Linked DNA regions of Zea mays: region 1 is linked to region 2. The links are chromatin contacts, called in public Hi-C maps. All regions are on one chromosome and are shown on one strand. The core of a region is the stretch at or near the end of the contact, and the rest is flanking DNA. Distances in the headings are between cores, read along the strand shown. Region 1 holds the start of LOC100284113 (DNA-binding WRKY). Region 2 holds the start of LOC103645842 (small RNA degrading nuclease 1).

The links. Hi-C and Micro-C count contacts between places; a contact is called where the count stands out from the background.
Region 1: a Hi-C map of endosperm shows a contact between it and region 2, with 1.8 times the contacts expected there. The contact joins the promoter of LOC100284113 here to the promoter of LOC103645842 in region 2. A contact is called at or near these places in 2 of 25 Hi-C or Micro-C datasets (ear and endosperm).

Annotation. Positions count from the first base shown.
Region 1 is chr2:6,045,259-6,051,253 of Zm-B73-REFERENCE-NAM-5.0, reverse strand. LOC100284113 (DNA-binding WRKY) reads right to left here and starts at 4,162. Exons shown (of 1, transcript NM_001157010.2): 1 at 3,338-4,162. The coding sequence starts at 4,102. The coding sequence ends at 3,515. It overlaps LOC103645852 (protein TSS), which reads left to right. Exons shown (of 23, transcript NM_001353357.1): 23 at 1-900. The coding sequence ends at 686.
Region 2 is chr2:5,291,343-5,297,629 of Zm-B73-REFERENCE-NAM-5.0, reverse strand. It overlaps LOC103645842 (small RNA degrading nuclease 1), which reads right to left and starts at 2,944. Exons shown (of 12, transcript XM_008670554.2): 1 at 2,637-2,944; 2 at 2,375-2,554; 3 at 2,150-2,239; 4 at 1,956-2,024; 5 at 1,435-1,572; 6 at 1,093-1,209; 7 at 952-1,021; 8 at 713-813; 9 at 1-118. The coding sequence starts at 2,669.

The DNA of each region.
Region 1 (5,995 bases), core at 2,913-5,412, 750 kb before region 2:
TTGACACTAGAGTGCCTCGTGGCCCTCGGTCCACCTTGTACTATCGTACTGGGCATTCCTTCCAAAGGAAGCAAGGTTACACGCACAGCCAGAGCACTATTGTAAGGGGTAGTTACTCCCCCACAACCATGAACCCCCATGCTGCTGAATTTGTGCCTGGAAAAACTTCGCAGCAATCTGATGTGGCTGACAGAGAACCCAGTCCTGCTAATCATGTGGCCAATTCTGATCTGGATGTTGTATCACAGACCACAGATGAAGTGAAGGCTGAAACACCTGCCACTGAAAAGGCAGGTCAAGTTGAGAAAGTCGTTTCAGGTAAAGGAAAGGAAAACAGAGGGAAAGACATCGTGAGAAACTCATACAAAACAGAACTTGCAAGGCAAATTTTGCTCAGTTTCATTGTGAAGTCAGTGCATGACAGTTTAGGTTCCGCCCAAGCTGAACCAGAGAGGAAGCCAAGTGGATCAGATGAAGCTAGTAATAAACAGAGCAGCAACTTAGTCAAGAATGCTTCTGGTCGCAAAGATTCAGATAAACAAGAGAAATCCATGGAGGTTCCCAAGGGCCTGAAGGATACAGAGGGATTTACAGTCGTTTCAAAACGTCGAAGGCGGCCCCAGCCATTCATGAACCCCATAAACGGCCTCTGTTCTCAGCCGTCTATTTGCACCTCTGTCAGTTAAGGTCTCATTGCATTTTCAAAGACCTGCAATAGTTTGGAAGATGGACCATTGCTTTTGCTTAGGGGTTGGTAGAAGAATTTTGCCGTATCCAAGCGAGCAGCGAGCATGTAGTCAAACTGTACAAAATTTTCCAGGATACCCTTTGTAATAATAATAAAAAAAAACTGCTGTAATCTGCAGTAGCTGTAGCGCTGAATAAAGTATTCCTTTGTATGTTAGATATGACAGAATCAGAGGAAATAGCAAGCAGATGTTTAGGTTAATCCAATATCCCAGTAGTGCTTCTCTTATGCCCTAGTGTTTCTGCAGTTTCTCAAGATGTCGTGGGGATTTATCGTTGCAATCTGCAAATGCTGTCAGAGCAGAAGAAACTGAATCTGCTAGGCGCCAAGAGTTTGTTCATGAAGGCATGTCTTTTATTGCTTCTTTCCCCTGTGCCCAGACTGCTCAGTGTGGTCATTGGATGCCTTGTCAGAGGACGGAGCAGCGTTTCACCGTGAAGCAATTGCAGCTGCAGACCAGATCACCAGACCACTGAGGCCAGGCGTGAACTGGGCCGGCAGTTTTAAAGCTGTTGGCAGCTACGTATACTGTACGAGTCTAAGGAGTAGCCTGCAGCTAAGCGTAGCTGCAGAGACCACACAAATGTGAATCAAATCAGTTCAGTTCCAAACTGTCATTGCTGGGAGCCAACATCCGAGACTGAAAAATATGTTGTGCATACGTATTTTTCTTTTGCATTTAAATTTGAAACCGGCTCATTGTGTCCATTGCATCCGATATCAGAATTCCATGATTCCATCCAGCGAACAGCGAAATAAGCTGCTGCTGCTCCACACTACTAGAGCACTGAAACTGGCTCGCAGGCGTCGCAGCTACAGCAGTGGCCAGAATAGCCCGGTAGCCGCTGCAGTACACGCACCAGAGACCAGAGGCCAGGGGCAGGGGCTACCACCTCCCCATCCATATCGTTAGCCACAGCTAGCTACAGTCCCCACGCCATAACTGCTTGCGAGGTCAACTCGGCCCAAGTCCATGCACGATGTGGGCATGGGCTGGGCAAGGCATCGCCAGCGCCACTCGCCTGCCGGCCTTCCGATGGCCAGCGCCAGGCGCCAGCTCCTCGTCCCTGATCTTCAAAAGAATGTAATTAATGGTTGTTATTCCAAGTTCGGACCAAGTTTGCTAGTATTAGAATATCAAGATTAAAATTGTTGTTTGACTAGTAGAAACAAATAAGAATTAATATTGTTTTTGAAACGGAGGGAGCAGTACATTATACCAGTGCCAAGGCCATCTCTGTGAGAATTCTGATCCTGGTCGGCGGACCTGCCCTGGCTGCTGTACCTGTGTACTCCTCCTGCATGCTTACGACATGGCATGCAGTGCTGAAACGCTGATGCTGCTTACACGTAGTACTGGGTGCAGGCGTTTGCTGTTTTACTGAAGGCGCGTCCATTACTCGGGGGTCCGGGCCTGGTCGATCGGACAGGGGCGGGAGAGACCAGACCGGCAGGCTTGAGCTATTGGGCATGCCCGCACAGACATACACACACGCGCACGCACGCATGCACCTGGTGACCTCCGAACTAATACCACTACTACTGGGCACTAGCGTTGGTTCCGGGACAGGAAGGCCACCATTTGATCCTTATCTCATTAATAGCTTTCATGTTTTAAATCCGATTTGAGCGCTCTCACGTGTTCATAGCAATACGTATAATAGTTTTATAACCTTTTTATCCTATGTTTATACTGTTTGGTGTACTGTTCCAATAGAATACTGTCTGATGCATGCGATGTTTGGAGTGGAATGATGCCCTGTATGGTGTTTTAGAAAAATGTTTAGAAGGTCAAGGTTTAGAGACTGAGGAAGATCAAGTAGTTCACCAGCAACATCAAGAAAACAAAATTTAGAAAGGCAATTATAACGAAGGACTCCTTAAAGCTATGACTTTATAACTAGATGATTTGTAGGAGGGGAGGGACACGTAGAAGGCGCAAGAGGGAAAGCCGAAGACGGAACCGCGAGTATATATATATACGCGCAAACGGCGTAGCCGCGTATGTGCGCGCGCATAGGCTATACGTACATACATGTTCGTTCCCAACATGTACAAATCATGTGAGCAGCGATGATGAGTAGCTCTCCTCCGACTCCGATCCATCGCTTCGTCTGCGGCATGCAAATGCAATGGCGCCCGTGACTGCAACCAGTCCCTGTGGCTCCTACACTATACTTCCCACAGCATGACGCTAGTGACAAGCTAGGTTCGTGCAGATGTCGACCGGTCCCATTGTCTGTGTCTCTATGTGTATATATATTCCCTCTTCCTCTTACGCAATAAAATCAATAAAAAAAAAGATGTTTGCCTCATCCAGTTCTTGTCCCACAGGCCACAGCAGGAATAAACTTGACGTACGTCTACGTTGGCATGGCATTGAAGCATTGGCGTCGGATCGATCACCTACGTGGCACGCCTTTAATTTTGGGCAAATGACATGCAGATGCAGTTGGTTGCATTGGATGGATCCCAGGAACCAGAAGCTGACCTGCATGGCTGCATGCTAGTGGAGCACACACCACACACAACACAAGACGTACGGGAGAGACATTGCATGCGTGATTATATATTAGATCCAGATTCAGATGTGGCAGAGGATTAATTAGCTAGAGATTTACCGGCTACAAAAACTAACAAGGCGTAGTACGTACGTTGCAACCATGAAATTTTAACACCATCAAGTTCTAGCGCAAATATATATATAGGCGGTACATGCATATATATATGTCACTAACGGTGAATTAGCCACACATGACTAGCTTGCTAGCCTCGCCGGAGTTCACTGATCCTGGGTGATTGGACGGGGAACAGCGGCAGCAGCCTGGGCCGGTCGCCGTCACCACCCCTTGGCGACGCGTGCAGGTAGAAGCCCTTGGAGGCGATGGCCTTCTCCTCCCGCTCCTCCTCCTCCCTGCTTATCGTCACCACCGCGCCGCCGCTCGACGGCGACGGCGACGGCGACGGCGACGCGGAGGCCGCCAGCACCATGTAGGCGTCCATGGGCGACACTGGCGAGTGCATGATGAGCCCGTGGCCGTAGCGGGAGTGGGCGTGGTGGTGGTGGTAGCAGTACAACGACGCCGGCGACAGCTCCAGCCTGGCCGGCGCCGCGCGCCGCCTCTCCTGCAGCTTCGGCCGCCTCGGCGCGTGCGCGACGGTCACCGCAGCCGCGTCGTCGTCGTCCTCCTGCTTCGGCGCTGTCGCTGTCGTCGTCCCGCCTGCTGCTGGCGCGGCGCCCGTGAGCTTCTGCACGAGCGCGCGGAACGTCGCGGGGTCGGCCTGCACGAACGTGGTGTTGGCGTCCACGGCGGCCGCCTCCCTCGCGGCCTTGGGCGAGCGGGACGCCGCCATGACAAAGCTTTAGGAGCACAAGCTAGCTGAGCAAGGAAAGGAAGCGTGACCGATCGATCCAAGGCGGGATCGAGCGGCTGGTGGTTGCTTTTTAAGGGACAAAAAGGCTGCATTAAAAGCCAAAGGGATCGGCCGGCCCGCGACGGATGGATGGGTACCGGACCTGGACCTGGACCTGGACCTGGACGGATCGTCGCAGTCGTCGCTTTATTACCGTGTCCGTGCCACCTGTGGGCTGTGGCTGCTAGGACGCGAGAGCGAGACCACGACGGACCCGCGACTGCGCGGCGTCGTACGCGTGCTTGATGTGCTGCATCACGCGTCTTTTCCGGCCCCTAGCCTAGCTATCCCCCGTGCTCCTCTTCCGTCGCTGCGACGACGACACTGGCCCAGCTGGGCGCGCGTACGTAGGTAGAAGTAGGCACGTACGTACCCCGTACGAATACGGTCGAGGGACCGCCGGCCGGCCATGGCTATGGACTATGGTGGTGTCATGGTACGTCAGCATGCAGCACATATGTATGCGAGAGCAGAGAGATAGTAGGTGCGACTGACCTAGCAATGAGAGGGATAGCGCGCACATACAGCGTATAGTACCACTGCTGATGAAGCCGGTGCTTAGCTTAAATGAAGCCGGTAACTAACCGTACCACGAGCAAGTACGTGGCTTTCGTGGACGACTCGCAGTTAGTCGCCGAGAAGAACGTCACCGAGCAATGCGTAGCGTAGCGTAGCGTGATGGCCTTCACGACTCGTGCGTGTACTAGCGGACGTTGACGCCGGCCGGCCACCACGGCCGCAGAGGATCCCCGGCCCCCCGGGCGGGTCGGGTAAAGCGGAGCGGGAGCGGGAGCGGCACGTAGGCAGGCGCAGGCCGCGCTTGCGTGAGGGAAAGAGGAAGGAAGGTGTTGCTTCCGGGGCGGGCCATCAGCTGCGCCGCTTCCCACGCCAGCCACACACGGCCTCGCCTCGTCCTCCTGCGCCCATGCTCCAGGTCGCAGGGCGGACGCCGTCAAGCCTCGCGTCCTCCTGGCGCGCGCGGCGCCGCTGTCCCATGCTCCATCCGATCCGCCGGCCGGCATCTCGGGCCAGATAGACCGCCGGATCGGAGCTCCGACGACGCGCGAGTGGACGTCTGGACGATGCAGCTTGCTTGATTGCTGCCACATGGCATATGCCAGTATGGGACATGTGAGGAGAGGAGCATGCATGTACAGGTTGACCTATCACTATCAGGCCGTACGCGCTGTCGTCTACGACTCTACGTCGAATGGGGCCCCACGCGTTGCGAGGTCCAGTTGTCACGTAACGTCGCCGGCCGGTCTGGCCCGCCCATTCCTTCACGGGAGGGCCACTGCTGGCTGGCTGGCTACTCGTGTTCTTTTTTCTACGGGGCTCGCTCATGTCATGTGTCGGCCGGGCAGTAGGCCGGAGGAACTGCCCTGAGTGCCTGTTGAGCGCGCGAGACCTGCCGGGCAGAGCTCCGGCTCGCGGTCCGTCGGTGGTCGACCGTGCACTGCGCATGCATGCATGCGTGCGGCCAACCGACGCGCGCGCGCGCTAGCTAGTGTTTCTTCACTCAAGCAATTCAACGTACGTGCTGTGTACGTACTGGCGCCATGACGTCTTCGGCCAGCTGCTGCATGCAGCCGTGTCGTGTCGGCTCGTCGTCGTCGCTGCTACTGCTAGGCAGAGGGCCGGGCTGGTGGTACATGTCTGCTGGTCACGCACTACTGTCACGTGGTCAACTGCGCTACGCGCGCGCTGGCCCTCATTTCACAGGCTAGGCACCATACGTCACGCATGTGATGAGCTAGCTGCATTGCATGCAGCTAGAGCAGCTGCCGTCCAGACTCCACAGACACGTACGCAAAGATTTAGCGTTTCGGAGTC
Region 2 (6,287 bases), core at 1,695-4,194:
CAATGGGGTCATTAAACTCATTCTTAAGCTTTGCAAGAACTAGATTCATCGCAGCTTCTGCATCCTTCAAGCAATTATGTGGTTCTCCTTCTTCTCGAACTGAATACCCCAAAATAGCCTAAGAAGACAAAGAATAAACAGATTAAGGCACCATTCATAGTTACATACAATCACATATCATTGAAAATTAACCCCGCTAAAACAGAAGTAGGAAATACCATACATATAGTTATATCAAGCACTATTGTGTATAAAACTCAGGGGAGAAATAGGAAAGACAAAGTGTGTTCACAGTCACTATTCTGAAACTAAGGGTGTGTTTGGCATGGCTCTGCTCCACCCCAGAGCAGCTCTACTCTAAAACTCTGGGTGGAGCAGCTCTGCTCCAGAGTTTAGATTGTTTCTCATAACCAGTGGCAATGGCGGGTAAATAACTCAAAACTCTATGACTAGGTTGCTTTTTTGGAGTTTTCAGAGCAGCAAAAGAGGTACTCCAAAAAATTGTACTGCAGCTCCAAAAACTCCATAGAGTTTACAACTCTGGAGTTAGGGTGTTTGGCATGCTCTGGCCAGCTCCTCCTTGGAGTTTTGCTCTGGAGTCATGCACTCATGCCAAACAGGCCTTAAGTTTTAACTGGCACCATCAATCAAAACTTCAACTCGAAAAACAAAAGCAGATAAGGCAGACACTGTTGTGACTTTATGCCAATACCTTGCACAGACTGTTCAAGGAAGGTGATGCAGTAGTTGGTAAATTTGCATACTTAAATATGTATGCTGTATCAATAACTTGAGAGTAATCAATCTTTAAGGCTGCAAAAGAGAAAATAATGAGACCAATTGAATTAAATGGTACTAAAAACAGTAAAGAAGCATGTTCAACTAAACGCAAAGTACACATCCGATTGACACATCAGATAGATCAGACACAAAATAAAAACCACACCTTACCGCATAAATCTCTATGTAAGCTATGGCCAATCAAAATATTTCCTTTGGATAACATTCTCTTCAGCGATTTCTAGAAAAGGAATATAACTTCCATGAGATAATATATTCATAGAAAATACATAGAGGTTAAAGACAATATACCTGAACATCAACTAATGATGATGTGACTCCTTCTAAATCCTTCTTAGATACACCAGTGATGTGTGTCCTATAGTCAGCAACAGTCTTCGATGGGTTTACAAGTATGTCCAACTTAGCCTGGAGAAGAAAAGGGAGAATTTATTGAGACCATAGAACAAAGATGAAAAGCTGTGACATGATTTAGAATCAATGACAAGCAAATATGTATTGTGTAAGTATTGACAGGAACTTTATTGGATCCGTCTAACTTTACAGTAATGTGATAGCTATTATCATTAATGCACTAGATAGTTCCGTGAATCTTACACAACAAACTTATATTGTGAGTAAATAACATACTACCTTAAGCTTGTCGTCTACAACACATACTCTGACCACAGCCTCTGTGCCATCACTGCAAAGGACCATCTCACAGTCAATTGACAACATAGCACTTGAGCTCGTTAAACTAGAGACATCTATCTGCAATACTTTCGACGCCTGAAAATACCATTAATAGCTCGTTATTGATCAGTTTCATTGTTATCAATTACGAGACAAGAAAATACAATATGGATACAAATTTGGTTCATCCATTATGGAGATGACAGTTTAGAATTTCGAGTAGCAAAAAGCATGTCTTTGTGAAGAGTACAAGACAAGGTGCAACTTTAGGCAAAGTACTCCCTCCGTTCTTTTTTATTTGTCGTGTTTTAGTTCAAAAATGAGGTAGTATATCATGAAGATTAGTGGACTCCAATGTTTTAAGAATTGGTCACCAAAACATGAACAGGACATATCAAAGGAAGATCACCAACGAAAGTGTACAATCCAAAAAGGGCTTAATCATCATTCGTGGATTAACAGCACAGAAAAGTTCATACCTCCTGGTACGATGGGAAGCAGTAGTGTTTTCTGTACTCTGGGTGCTCTGCCGTCAGTTGAACAAGTTTCTGCATTTAGCATGTACATCAATACAACTGTCGACCAACTGATGCTTGACACCCAGGCATCAACCCTTTCAATGTAACTTAGAAATTCTAAAAACAAAAACCGCATGATCTAGCATACACATCACCTGCTGGGGAGAAACTTCGTCGGGGAAATCAGCCACATACTGCTGAACAGCACTTCTTTCATTATGACGCTTCACTAATTTGCCGAAGTACTGGAACCAGAACGTAGCAAGGTTTAAACTCTCAAAACAGACCGGGAGGAAACCGCTTACACACCACAGCAGCTAGCAGTGAAGCCGGGCATGCTGAACTGAAGTCTGAAGAAGAAACAAAAAAGAGTGACCAACCTTCTGGAAATCCTTGGGGAAGGTCTGCAGGAAGGCGAGCAGCACATCCCTGGAGCGCTTCCTGGGGTCGCTGACCGACGCGCCAAACTTCCTGTCGTTCCGGGCCAGGAAATCCTTCCAGCCGCCGTCACAGCCCCTCAGGCCGCTCTTCTGCGTGAACCTCACCACCTCGACGAGCACCTGGCGCAGACGGAACGGGTGAGCGAAACGAGGCGGCCTGCCCGGTCCCGGTGGGCTGCTCTGTTGGCGCGCCGCCCCCTACCTCTTTGTCGGCGCCGGCGAGCCGCTTGGCCATCGGACGGCTGCGCGGAGACGAGAAGCAGCGGGGGGCGGAGGCGGTAGTAACCGCGAGTGGTTGTGGTCGGCGTCGGCGGCGCCGCGGCGGCGGTGGTGGTCGAGTGGCGGCGGACGGCTTGGCGAAGCCCACAAATGATAATGGCAAAATTGCCAATGGCTCCTCGGGGTAACGGCCGGAGAAAACCCTTTTTTCCCAGTCAGGAACGTAGCCAGGCCGACTGAATAGCACGATTGCCGGTGGGGGGCCGCCGATGGTCCTTACTCTTCGGCCCGAAGTTGAAGAAGCCCGTTTGGATTGAAACCATGGGCTTTCATGATTTCGGTCGGTTCTGAGTACTGGCCCAGTTGGCGGCGTTGCAGAATCCATTTTTTTTTCCAGCTCTGCTTGCCCCTAGCCCCCTAGCTACCATACCGGAAATCAACCAAAAAAAAGGCCCCTACCATGCCGTGTCATGCTTCACATGCAGTGGCGAGGCAACGATGAGTCAGCAGCGGTAGCGCGTGCTTCACATGCAGAGGCGAGGCGAGCGATGGTGAGTCAGCAGCACTAGCGCGGTAGAGATCACGGGGGCCGGGTGGGTAAGGCAAGGCAGGCGCTTGAGCTAATGAGCTGGACAGGACTCTAGCATAGCAACCGAACCCCCAGCCGCCTCCGATCGGATCATCTCTGATGTCACAGACACGATGACGTCAAGATCAAAATCAGAGCAGATGACACCCAAATCGTACACGCAACGCATACGTATCCAGCCATTGCTTGCTTAAACTCGGGCGCGCGCGTGCTCATCAGTCCCAATTCAATTTGTTAAAAATGTGCTGCGGCTAGCTGGAAGGAGTCGCCAGTTTTCCCGATGGCACCTCAAATCGTACACGCATACGTACACCCGAGTTTTCCCTCCGGCACCACTGCTGCAGCGCACGCACGAGACGATGCCCTCAAGCTGGCGATCGAGCGCGTTCTCTAGCGTGGGCGTGGCATCCTGAGCGCACTGCAGCCACGGGCCCACGGCCACGGTCAGCGCGCGGCGGAGTCAGAAATTAAAGAAGCCAATCCGGAATGGATGCATGCATGCGTACTTCCTGGCTTCCTGCGTCGTAGCTAAAGAACGCGTCAAGTCGTCATATACAACCAGGTGCCAGGCTCATTACGCGTCTCAAGCTAATCTGATCAAGGTAGCGTACGTACGCGAGAGAGAAGAGATAATAATGTTATGCCTTCTAGCAAGAATGCAAGATAGCCTTATCTCCTGCGTCGTCACCGTGAGCAAGCGTGCTTAGCGCCAACCAGATTGCGGCAAAGAAAAAGAAAGACAATTAGTAATGCTAGGCCTAGCTAGCATAGACACGTCACCCAGCTTCAGCTCGATCGTCCGGCCGTCCTCCGTTCGTGTCGTCGTGAGTCACGACGTAGTACTGTTGTATGTAGAAACCCCCGGTCCAAGCCCCAACGTGTGTCACGTTCAAACCGTTTCCGGCCTTCTGCTCAGGAAAGGGACCGGACACTGCTAGGCTATTTTCTGCACTGTACTTTAGACAAGCTAGCACGGCTGCATGGGCACCTACGACATTGCCATACTTGATTGCTCCTACCCTGATTAGTCTGCCCGAGCTCGAGCTGAGATAGTGTTTTGCTCGTGCAAAAATATATTGCACGAGATAAACAATGGGCAGTCTTTGGACGTATATTTATTTATTACGTGATACACATTCTCTTAATTCTCTTTCCTTGATATTATTATATAATCACTCTCGTTCTGTTTCAATTACAGGGCGTTTTAGTATTTCTAGATAGAAAATAAAATCAATGCATCCAGAAGCAACAGAACACATTTTTGGCGTTTCAATTACAGGACGATTTTGACCGTGCTCGAGCACGCATTGCAGTCGCGCAGAGGAGATGCTTTACCGTTACGTGGCAGTACGTGTAGGTAGCTGCGGCTGTCCAGCACAGTAGTAACAATTCGAGAGTTTGCTTGTTTTGTTCTCAATTCACATGGATTGTGTGCATTTAAATCATAAGCAAGTTAAAAAAATTCATAATTATTTTCAATCTGATCGAATCCACGTAGAATAGAAATAAGTAAATAACCTAGCAAGATCTCACAGGGCGTTCCGGTAAAGCCGGCTATGGGTTGGAAACTTGGAATTCACCGTGGATCTGTCCGTAGGGCCAGCGAGACTGACCAGGAGATCCAGGACGATCTTGGGCTCTAGGCAGTGGACCAGTGCCCAGTGGTGGGCACTGAAGGAGTACTGAACACACACACACACAGGCCGATCGGTCCCTCGAGAATCGCGCTCACGACTTTCCGCGAGGACCAACCAAACCCACCATCGACATGCAGCCTCGACACGGGAATCTCGCCGCGAGTTCTGGCCGCGCGGATCCCACTGCGCGCGCCGGCGGCCGGCCAGCTAGCTGCTAGCCTCGCCAAAACGGACGGCCGCGGTCTCTCTGCGGGCCTGCCCTTCACGTGCCATGCGTGTCTCTCTCTCTCCCTCCGCCTACCGTACAAGGAATGGTGCTGTCACTGTAGTGCACAGTATAGGTGCATAGGTGATAGAATAATCAGCGATGAATAGAGAGTAGACCAAACTAGCAGGTCAGGGTTTGTATAGGGTTTCACCTCGGGAGTACCTCCCATCCAATGGTTACGGGCAACTTGTTTATGGCCAAACTCTGTTGCGCGTTACTAGTAGACATCAGGTCAGCTGTACCTGTACGTAACGCTTGCGGCGACACAACAGTATTGAATATTGTGATCACGTGGGTGAATTTAAGTACTGTGCGACGGCACGCACTACTAGCTGAGATGGTTGGATCTACTCTACTGTTGTTTAGCAGTTAACTATTTTCCTTAAGAGAGAGAGAGAGAGAGAGAGAGAGAGAGAGAGAGAGAGAGAGAGAGAGAGAGAGAGAGAGAGAGTCAGAGAGAGGTGAGCACACACCTGCATGAGTCGTCGGTGTTCAATGCACCCGCCACCAGGTACAGCAGTCCTCTGAAACTAGAAACGAAACGCACCACTGCTAGCAGCCGGCCTGTAGTGGGAGTACGTACTTTCTTCAGCGGCGCCAACTCAGCCTGCCCCCCATTTTAATTCGACGAGATCAGATTAAATAACCGCTCGGATTTGTCACGCCTGCACTGGCCGACTGGCGGCTGTTTGTCCTGTCCCTTTTCCTGATTGCTGACAGCCGCTCCGCTCCCATGATTCAGCTCCGGAGAAGTAGGATCTCCATTAGGCACGATAGATGCTTACATTACAGCCGCGCGCACGACCGAGTACTTTTTGTTAGGCTTTAGCTTCGTTCCGATCTTCGCAAGTGGTATCATCACAAGCCAAAAACTCTGTACTTTTGGTTTGGAACACACACACACAAAAATCAAGCTGCATGCATATGCTTCCAACGCGAGCAAATATCTATCTAACAACCAACTCGTACAAGTAAAATATACTTTACAAACCCCTAGTATTTAGTTTGGTTGTAATCTCTGGCTCCTGAGTTGCTCAAGGGCTGCTGTCTGTCGCCATACCCCACTGTGTCACTGCTACTGCCCGTGCCCCCCGTCGAAGCGTGGTCCGTTGCGCGACGCTAGGGGGCAGGCATTGAGCT